Regions from separate parts of the Pan troglodytes genome. Here region 2 is linked to region 1. Evidence: chromatin contacts called from public Hi-C data. All regions are on one chromosome and are shown on one strand. The core of a region is the stretch at or near the end of the contact, and the rest is flanking DNA. Distances in the headings are between cores, read along the strand shown. Region 1 overlaps MCTP1 (multiple C2 and transmembrane domain containing 1). Region 2 holds the start of NR2F1 (nuclear receptor subfamily 2 group F member 1).

Region 1 (4,780 bases), core at 1,710-4,209:
GAGAAAATGAAAAAATAAAAGGTCAAATTTCCGATGTTTTACTTAGCTCTGAGACGTATCTATCTCAGTTCTCTGGAAATGGGATCTCTGAGGCTTGACAGAGAACAAAGATGGATTCTTTGCCTTTTGTCTGTCTCCCACACAAAAGAAGGGATCTGGGGAGATGTAGGAGGGGGTAAAAATCTTTATTGATCATATTAAGAAGCAGCAATCTCTGTGTGTTTGTGTGTGTGTGTGTGTGTGTGTATATATATATATATATATATATATATATATGTTGGGGGTGTAAATTTGAGAGAGAGGGAAATATCCCCACCAAATCAAGTTCATCACCCCTCAGCGTCAATTCCTGTTGTGAGGATGCCCCAGATGTTTCTGTAACAGAGGAAACTCTGTTACTTCTTACGATTATCTAAAACTATGAGCACCAGTGTAATGGCAAAAGATCACAAACCCACCTGCTCAAGCACCTGTTTTCCACTCTTCTGTTTTCATCTGCAACTTCAGCGTCATTTAGCTCAGATAAGACTGATCTCTTGAGACTGCAGGTCCTTCACCTGCTTGGTATCCTCCTAAGCCTTGGTTTGGGGAGGGGGTGGTGAGCAGGTGGAGAGGAGGGCTGACAGATGATCTACATTTGTAGCTAATAGAAAGAACATTTTCAGAGTTGAAAAGAGCAAACTAAAAAAATAATGATCTAAAACTACTCCTGAATCTGATTATAACCAACATGTAAATCAGCTACACTTAATAAAGGAATATGTCATTGAGTTTTATCACCAGAATGTCTTGTAAAAATAAATATCTAAAATCAAATGTGTAACATTAAGAAATAAAGAAGCGTCTTTCCCCATTAAAGTTAGCTTTCTTGTCACAGTGTCTGCCAGACTCTTCAAAACCTCCAAGTCACTCAAGTTACTTATTGCTGAGCTTTCCCCTTACCCTACAGCCTTGGGGGTCACCCTCCGAGAAAATGCCTTCTCTATCTAACCACTTAAGATGTGAATATTTGTTGTGAGCCAGCTGCAGCTTTAATAACTACTGATCCATGGAATCAAAGCCTACTTACTCCTCACAAACAATAAGCTCTTCTTGTTCCTGAAATTGCACTCTGTAACTTTCACAGGTATTATAAGAAGTAGGCATGACGGGTTCCAAATGCAATAACAGACATAAGTTTCTTATGATGATTGAATTAATTTCAAATTTCAGAAAAGTAATTAGTTGAAGTTTTATTGACAAAGGTGGTTGCTGATGACATACAATTTCTTGAACTGTGGGATAATTTCTGCAAAATAAGATGCACTGTATTGCTAATTTATTGGCAATAAATAAAACACTTTATTTTATAATTAAATAATTTATCTTAATATTTATTTATTGCCAATAAATAATTTGTCAATAAATTAGTAATACAGTGCACCTTATTTTGTAGAAATTATCCCACTGTTCAAGAAATTGTATGTCAACACCTGAAACTTAAAATACTAACAATTTGAAATATGTTGACATAGTTTTGATAAAAGGTTAGTTCCTTTTCCTCTTATTAGTATAATTTAATATAAAATATGATCTTCCATATTAAGAAATACAATCATTCAGAAACAATTTGTTCAAAGGATTCCTGAAATAAACAAGGCTAAATTTTCTAAAAATCCAATGGGTTCTTTGGTAGCAAACGAATATATGCAGGAATGGGAGTTTATAATTTTTTTGAACTCCACAAAAATATAATGGAATTGGACACTCATCGGTGTGAATTAAAATATATTGATAGGATTTTAGTGTAATTAAAATCTATTTCCTTCTTTAGTAACATATGATTATAATAAAATATAAACTTTTTCATAGGTACTTTATTAATTGGTATTTCAATAGTAATAACACGTTAATAGAACAAAACAGATACTTTATTCTGGAAGTGATTATTATTTGGGTGCTAATTAGACCTTTTCTAGTAGGACTAATGAATAAATATGTGCCGTTTATTTCTTCTGCCTAAAATGTTTGTTTACCATTGTTTACCATCTAACTCCTATTCATCCTCTAGGGCCCAGCTCAAGTGTCTCCTCTCCTCTGTAGCCTGCCTCCATCTCTGTCTCACAGGGGGCAGGTAGTAAGCAATTTAGCGTCCCAATCTAGAGCAGTGCCTGGCAGCTGAGTAGGTACACGGTCGATGGGGTTAAAGGAAAGAATGAAGGAACAAAAGTGGATCAAAATTGGACAGATAGTCATGTTAACAAAAAGAGGACCAGCTTTCTGAAATACATCAAAAGTTATAATCCTAAAAACATGTACTATTTTCAACCCATGAATTAGAAATAAAGGTACTTTTTGGTATGGAACACAGGCTCTGCAATTGTTTAATACAATGCTGTCAATAATTCCAAAAAACTGCTGCAAAAAAAAGAAGGAAATCCTTTGCCATTTAAAAAATACATAAGCAATGGCACTTTGCAGTAATTATTTGAATATAACTAGTCACAAAAACAATGCTGGTCCTTTTGGCTTTTAATTATTCTTCACAGAAGTAAGATTAAATAGGTCTAAGCTGGTAAAGGATCTGAGATGGTAACAGCATGACCTCATTGCATGTGAGAGGGTAACTGACTTCAGAAGCACGGCTTTTGTAATCTTTGCTACATAAGTACTAAAATGTTATTCTCTATTTTAGAAGATTTGTGGATTAAAAAATAAATCCGAATGGCTGTATGAGAAACAAAGCATTACATTTCAGAAAGAGGCCTCATGATTTTCAAGATTCCAGGGTATGCATCCAACCGTTCTGCGGTCTCCCACCTATATAGGGTCACAATGCAAAGTAAAGTCACCTCTGAGCAAAATCGTGAACTTTAAGGCCCAAAAACTGCATAAGTAATCAGTAGGCTACAAAGATCACAGACCATCATCAAAGTCTGGAATTTATGCAAATAACACTGCTTACATTTAACAGATCTGTAATGGTGTAAGCTTTTCCACTGCAAGCGAGTAAATGGAGAGCTTCTGTGGTGCAAGATTGCTACCTACAGGCTAAACTGCAGAATGACATACAAGACAATTAGCATGGAGGGGGAAAATAGGTAAACAATTTTATATAATGGCCTGTAAGTTATTTACTGACAAGTAGCTAAGCCTGGGAACATGTAAAGACTGCACACTGCACACTGGGACATGGATTGACAGCTTTTGTTTTAAAACTACAATCTAGTTTCAGAGTTTTGCATTGTTTCCCTCTTTATCTTTAGAAGGTTTCTTTTCTTTCTGAATAATGTACATTGCTTTTCTGAAGGGGAAACGTTTCTCTCTCAATAATGTATTATAATACCTCTAAATCTCTGCAGATTCTCCATATAAATTCTACATAGAACTAATACTGATAATTTTAATTGTTTTTGGTAGAGTGATCAATCACCAAATTTGGAATTAGTTTCCGTGGTTTGAACAAACCTTGTGAGGCAGCAGTTGTGGGGGAAGGGTACAGTGTATACTACATAATCCCTGACTCCACATAGCTTTCAAAATTTATTTGTTCAGAACTATCTACATTCAATATTTAGAGTAATTTAGAGGTAATATATTTTTAAACTATTTCTTCTTTAAGAAAATATTGAATACTTCAGTTCAGAAGCACAGATACTAGTCCATCTTACAATAAAGGAATCTGATTTTCACTGGCAAAAATACATCGAATTAACACTGAATTCTCACTAATCTATAAAACAGCCCACATTTTATGAAATATGCTGAGTCAGTTTAAAAATGCAGATCTTTAAAACTATAAGGCAAGTTATTAGAAATGCATTTTCCTTTCAATTACAAAGAAATTCCAACTCTAAAGAGAGTAGGTTTCAAAACTGAATAATATATTATGGTTAAAACACATCAACAATCTGTCACTCCATATGCACAAATAAACATATCCCACTATCACTGCACATGCCACAAATGAGGCCAACACAACATCTGAAAAGGTAGAGCAAATTCTTCTTCACAGTGTTAGAGATGCTAAATCACACTGGCAACATTTTTAAAGGCATGCATAAAGGAAAGTTACCCATCTTTAATATTGCTATTTATACAGTTTAAACATTCTGTTTGCCTATCTGATAAAGATGTTCCACACATCCTTAATTTTAAACACAATTTAGCACATGCTCAGGTGGCATAAGGAAAGAATACTATTCTTCTACTTGATTTTCGTTTTGAATAATAAACCTTTTAATTATATTTTTGATATATTTAGAAGAATCTTAGATGAAATTCAGTTAAAGAGGTCACACATAACAAAATCGTCAAAGAAAAGGCATTTATTAGAAACAAATATGCGAGTTTATTCTGATTTACAGACAACTGTACATTGTTCAGCATTTCCCTCAACTGAAGTATGAATTTGAAGCAATTAGGTGATGTAATAAATGTGTGTAATAGAATCCATATGTTTAGAAGTAGGAGTGAAGGTATTAACCTACAGGTGTTTTCTTTCCCTACTACTGCAGTCTCATGAAGAGTAAATGTTTTATATATGGTGTTTAATTGTACATATCATAATATAATTAGGCAATGATTAATGATCTTAATTTTATTTTAATTAAGGAGGTGATCTTTTTCATAGAAATGGTTCTCTATAATTAAATTGTTCAGCCGAAATTTTAAGAAAGATTGAAAAAAGTACAATATAATTTGTAAAAGCAGATTCATAGTTGAAACTTTGAAAAGCAGATTTTAAAGTTTTCTGTGAAATTAATATTTAATTCATCTAAAAATACTTTTCTTCCCATAT
Region 2 (4,780 bases), core at 775-3,274, 1.3 Mb before region 1:
CTACCTCTGTCAATACAGCGTGGCCATTTACTTCCACCTTTACCTGAGGGCGTGTTGGCGCTAGGAATGCTCGAGCTGAGACAAACTTTTACGCCCTCGCGAGTCGAGGGGCGGGCGGGCGAGCGCGGCTCCCACCCCCGGCGGCGGCAGCGGCGGCTTTGTCACTCCGCGCCGCTCCGCGCCCGCCTGAGCCTGCCTAGGGGAGCGATCTCAAAACGAGGGGGGTGCGAGTATGCGATTGGAGAATATGTAACTAATAGAAGTATCATTTTCCCCCAGTACGATCTTTCAAGGAAAAAAAAATCCATTGAAAGAATTTTCAAAGTGCTGTCTTCGTTTGGAGAAAAGGCACAGGCTGCCTGCGGGGAGGGGAGGAGGGACTCGGCTGTGTGCCGCCCGGGAGCGGCTCCCGTCCGCTAGGTGGCAGCCGGAGCCAGCGATTCCTGCAAGCCCCGCCGCGGGACCCGCTCCTCCCGCCTGCCCCTCCTCCCGCGACCAATCACCTTCAGGATTCAGGAATCGGGGTCTCGGTCTCTCTCTCTCTCTCTCTCTCTCTCTCTCTCTCTCTCTCTCTCTCTCTCTCTCCTCTCTCTCCTCTCTCTCTCTCTCTCTCTCTCCTCCTCCTCTCTCTCTCTCTCTGGGTCTCTCTCTCTCTCTCTGGGTCTCTCTCTCTCTCTCTCTCTCCTCCTCCTCTCTCTCTCTCTCTGGGTCTCTCTCTCTCTCTCTGGGTCTCTCTCTCTCTCTCTCTCTCTGGGTCTCTCTCTCTCTCCTCTCTTCTGTCTCTCTCTCAATATCTCGCGCTCTCTCTCTCCCCTCTCTCTTCTCTCTCTCAATATCTCGCGCGCTCTCTCTCCTCTCTCCTCTCTTTCCTTTCCTCTCCTCTCTCTCTCTCCCCCTCCCCCTTTTCTCTCTCCCTCTCCGCCTCCCCCTCTCTCCATCTTCTCGTTTGTTTGCTCTTTTCCCGGGACTGACTTGGCCACACTAATCTCCCCCCACCCTGCAACAATATGGGGACTTACTACTGTTTTATTAATAATTATTGAAGCATTGTTGGAGTTTGGAACAGCCAGGTGATTAAAAAAAAAAAAAGAAGGAAAAATTGGATTGATTGGAAAGTTTATTTTTAAAATCATCTTTGGGATAAATAGGAACCCCTGATTCCGATCGAATTTGTGGCAATAGCTGCAAATTCCAGGAGTGTGCTTTGTCATCATTAAACCTTTTAAACCAAGGTATACTTTGGATCAAAAAATAGGGAGATCCTACCCTGTTTCTACTTGTTTCTAAAAAGGATATAAAATGAGCAGAATCCAGACTTGGATTGTGCTTATATGTGAGAGAAGAAAACAATCCAAATCCAGTATATTTCACAAATCATTAAAATGGTGGGGGTTTCATTCCCATTAAAAATTTTTCCAAACATTTTCAATGACACTCTCTTCACGCTCATAAAATCTAATTTTAAAAACTTTTCAGAAGAAATCAAAATAATTTCCCTCTAATTCTCCTTTTGCCCATCGCTAGGCGTTCTCCCCCTCGTCATCCCTTCCCCCTCTGGGGTGTGAGCGTAAGTGTGTGTGTGTGTGTGTATGTGTATGTGTGTGACCATAGACGACCCATACTAATCAGGTCTCAGAGTAAATAGCAGCGCAGGGCGATCTCAATGTAAATTGCGCTTGTCAGAAACACACCCCCCTCCCTCACTTTCTCTCCTCCTCCCCACACCATCCCAGTCTGTAGGTAGCTAAGGGGGGGGGGGAGAAAGAAAGCAAAAGAGGAGGGGGGAGGGGCTCTCCAACCAATGGCGTGCAGGAGGCTTGGCTAACCTTAGCCTCCCATTTTCTCTCCCCCCGATTCAGGGCTCTGACCAGTCAGTCGCCTTTGATTATCAGTTGCCAGCAGCCCTTCTCTTGGCTCCTTGACACGAGCTCCATATAAGGCAGCGATCTCCATAGAAACGTGTCAGTTTCAATAGTAGTGTCAAAGTTCACTATATACAGACATTCGCGCAGATCCCCCTTTCGGAAACATTGCTCTGCGAGTCCTCCCGTTTAAACGCATTCAATTTTTGGGTCTCTCTCTCTCTCTCTTCTTCTCTTCTCTTCTCTCTCTCTCTCTCCTCTCTCTCTCTCCTTTCTCCCCCCTCTCTCCCTCCTCTCCTCTCTCTCTCCTCTCTTCTCTGAACCTCTCTTCTCTTTCTCTTTTCTTACATATTCTACTAGTTGTTTTCCCCTTCTTCTTCTCCTTTCTCTCCTTTTTCTCCCTCCTCCTTGTCTCTTTTACTCCATTCCTGAAGAAGAGAGAGGGCTAAACTTAAAGAAAAAAAAAGGAGGAGGAGGAGGAGGAGGCACCCCCTTCGTATTCTTCTTATCGTTATTTTATACATATATGATTTTTTTTGGAGGGAGGGTGTTGGTTGCCGGCTGAAGAGCACTTATTTAAAATACTAAAAAAAGAACATTTTTGGGCGATCTCCAGGGTTTTTTTAACTAGCTCTGTGTGTTATAGCAGAAGAAGCAGAAGAAGGAGCAAGAAAGAGGAAAAGAAGAGGATTATTTATTCGACCTACTTTGGATGTCTCTCTCGCTTTTCCTTTTTCCTTTTTTTTGGCAATTATTTTCTTCTGATTTTTATTTTTTCTATTTCGCTGTGATTTCGTCGCCGGCGTGAATTATCCCGTATTTTTCTCCCCCTTCCGTCACCTCCCGAAAGAAGAAGGCAGCGAGAGCCCGGCGCCACCGGCACAACAAAAAGAGCAAAGTGTGTGATCTTCCTCGCCGGCTGCCTCCCGCTCTCCAGCGCTGCCTTCCTGAATGGCTGGCTGCGTCCGGCCCTGGACCTGGCCCCCCGACACCCGCGCGCCCTGATCGCCGCCGGCAGCCTCGCCCAGCGCCCTGCTCGGCTCACCGCGCTCCCCGCACTCCCGAGCCCGGCGAGGGCTCCCGCCGGGACAGCGGCGGCGCCGCGGGCGGCCCCGGCCTCCGCTCGCGCTCCGGCTGCGGCCCCGACTCCTGCTCGGACTCCGGCCCGGGCCGCGGCTCCTCCAGCGGCGCTCGCCGCAGCAGCTCCGGCGGCAGCTCCAGCGGCGCCTGCAGCCGCGACCTCCTCCTCCGCCGCCGCCGCCGCCGCCTCCGCCCTCGCCGGCTTCCTCTATGTCGGCTCAGCCCGCGCGCTGCGCGTAGCCCGAGCGGCCGGCGGGCGGGCGCCCGGCGCGGGTGAGCGACTGTGTGTGCGAGTGTGTGTGTGCGCGGGGGTGCGGGCGAGGCGGAGGGCGAGTGTGTGCGCGCGCCGTGGCCCATGCCCGCCGCCCCCGGCGCTGCGCCCCGCGCCGCTCCCGGCTGCCGCCTGTGCCATTTCTGATTTTGCAACTTGGGGAAGAAGAAAAAAGCGAGAGAAGGGAGCTTGCTCGCCGGGGGGTGGGGAGGGGGGAAGGAGAGCGCGGCCCCCCCAGGAACGGAGCGCGGGGGGAGCGGGCGAGGGGAGCAGGGGTGTTGGGGGGGGGAGCCTGAGAGCCTGGGGGGGCTGCAAAAAGAGAGAAAGAAAACAGCAGGAACCACAACAAAACGCCAGCAGGGCGGGCGGGCGCGCAGCAGCAGCGGGGCGGCCGAGGCAGTAGCGGCGGCAGCGGCGGCGGCGGCGGAGGCAGCGGCCGGTGTCCGGCTCGGGCTCGGCTCCTGCGACCCCGGGGCGCCCGGCGGGCCCCCCGCCCCCTCCCCCTCCCCCCTTCCCCTTCCCCTTCCCCTCCCAGCGCGCCCGCGCGCCCCGCGGCCCTCGGCGAGCAGCTCGGCTCCCCCCAGCGCTCCCCGGGCCCAAAGATATGGCAATGGTAGTTAGCAGCTGGCGAGATCCGCAGGACGACGTGGCCGGGGGCAACCCCGGCGGCCCCAACCCCGCAGCGCAGGCGGCCCGCGGCGGCGGCGGCGGCGCCGGCGAGCAGCAGCAGCAGGCGGGCTCGGGCGCGCCGCACACGCCGCAGACCCCGGGCCAGCCCGGAGCGCCCGCCACCCCCGGCACGGCGGGGGACAAGGGCCAGGGCCCGCCCGGTTCGGGCCAGAGCCAGCAGCACATCGAGTGCGTGGTGTGCGGGGACAAGTCGAGCGGCAAGCACTACGGCCAATTCACCTGCGAGGGCTGCAAAAGTTTCTTCAAGAGGAGCGTCCGCAGGAACTTAACTTACACATGCCGTGCCAACAGGAACTGTCCCATCGACCAGCACCACCGCAACCAGTGCCAATACTGCCGCCTCAAGAAGTGCCTCAAAGTGGGCATGAGGCGGGAAGGTGAATATTTCTTCTCTGCTTCTCTCCCCGCGCTTCGCCCGCCTCCCTGGCTCTTTCTTTCTTTCTCGCCCGGGTGGTTGCTGTGTGGGGCTGGGGCTCCTGTGGTCCCGGCCCGTCCCAGCTTTCCTTCTCCCGGCTGCCTTCCTCCCCCGGCGTCTCCCCCCGCCCTCCCCAGCTCGCTGCCGCTGCCTCCCCCTCCCGGCCTGCGCTCATCTCCCCGGCTCCCCCACCCCGCCCGCTGCCTGCTCAGGATTGTGTCCCTGAGATCGTGAGCTGTGGCTTAAAATCCCCTTCTTCCCTCTGTCTTGGATGTGCTCGGTGTGTGTCTCTTTCCCGCGTGTGCGTGAGGCTGCTTAAGGCTGTGCTGGCATGAACTTGGGGAGGGGTGCTTATTTCCCCCAGAAAACTCTGTTTCTGTGGTTTTTTTTCATTCCACTTTTCCCTCCACCTCTTCATACCCTTTATTTAAAATGGGGGAGGGCTGGGGGCTGGAGTACCCT

What was found. A called contact is a pair of places that touch in the nucleus more often than the background predicts.
Region 2: a contact with region 1 is called in a Hi-C map of induced pluripotent stem cells, with 1.6 times the contacts expected there. The contact joins the promoter of NR2F1 here to the enhancer-like site in region 1. A contact is called at or near these places in 2 of 7 Hi-C or Micro-C datasets (induced pluripotent stem cells and stem cell-derived neural progenitor cells) and 1 of 1 datasets of contacts at active chromatin or transcription factors (stem cell-derived excitatory neurons).

Annotation. Positions count from the first base shown.
Region 1 is chr4:21,286,555-21,291,334 of NHGRI_mPanTro3-v2.0_pri, reverse strand. All of the region lies in intron 16 of MCTP1 (multiple C2 and transmembrane domain containing 1), which reads right to left. Among named protein-coding and RNA genes, the nearest start is that of KIAA0825, 230 kb to the left of the region's middle. Within about 2 kb of position 2,959, at least 4 of the 24 cell types and tissues checked have an H3K27ac peak or open chromatin away from gene starts, as enhancers often do. A contact at or near this core is called in induced pluripotent stem cells, where this site is marked.
Region 2 is chr4:22,550,220-22,554,999 of NHGRI_mPanTro3-v2.0_pri, reverse strand. NR2F1 (nuclear receptor subfamily 2 group F member 1) reads left to right here and starts at 2,024. Exons shown (of 3, transcript XM_517657.9): 1 at 2,024-4,280. The coding sequence starts at 3,818.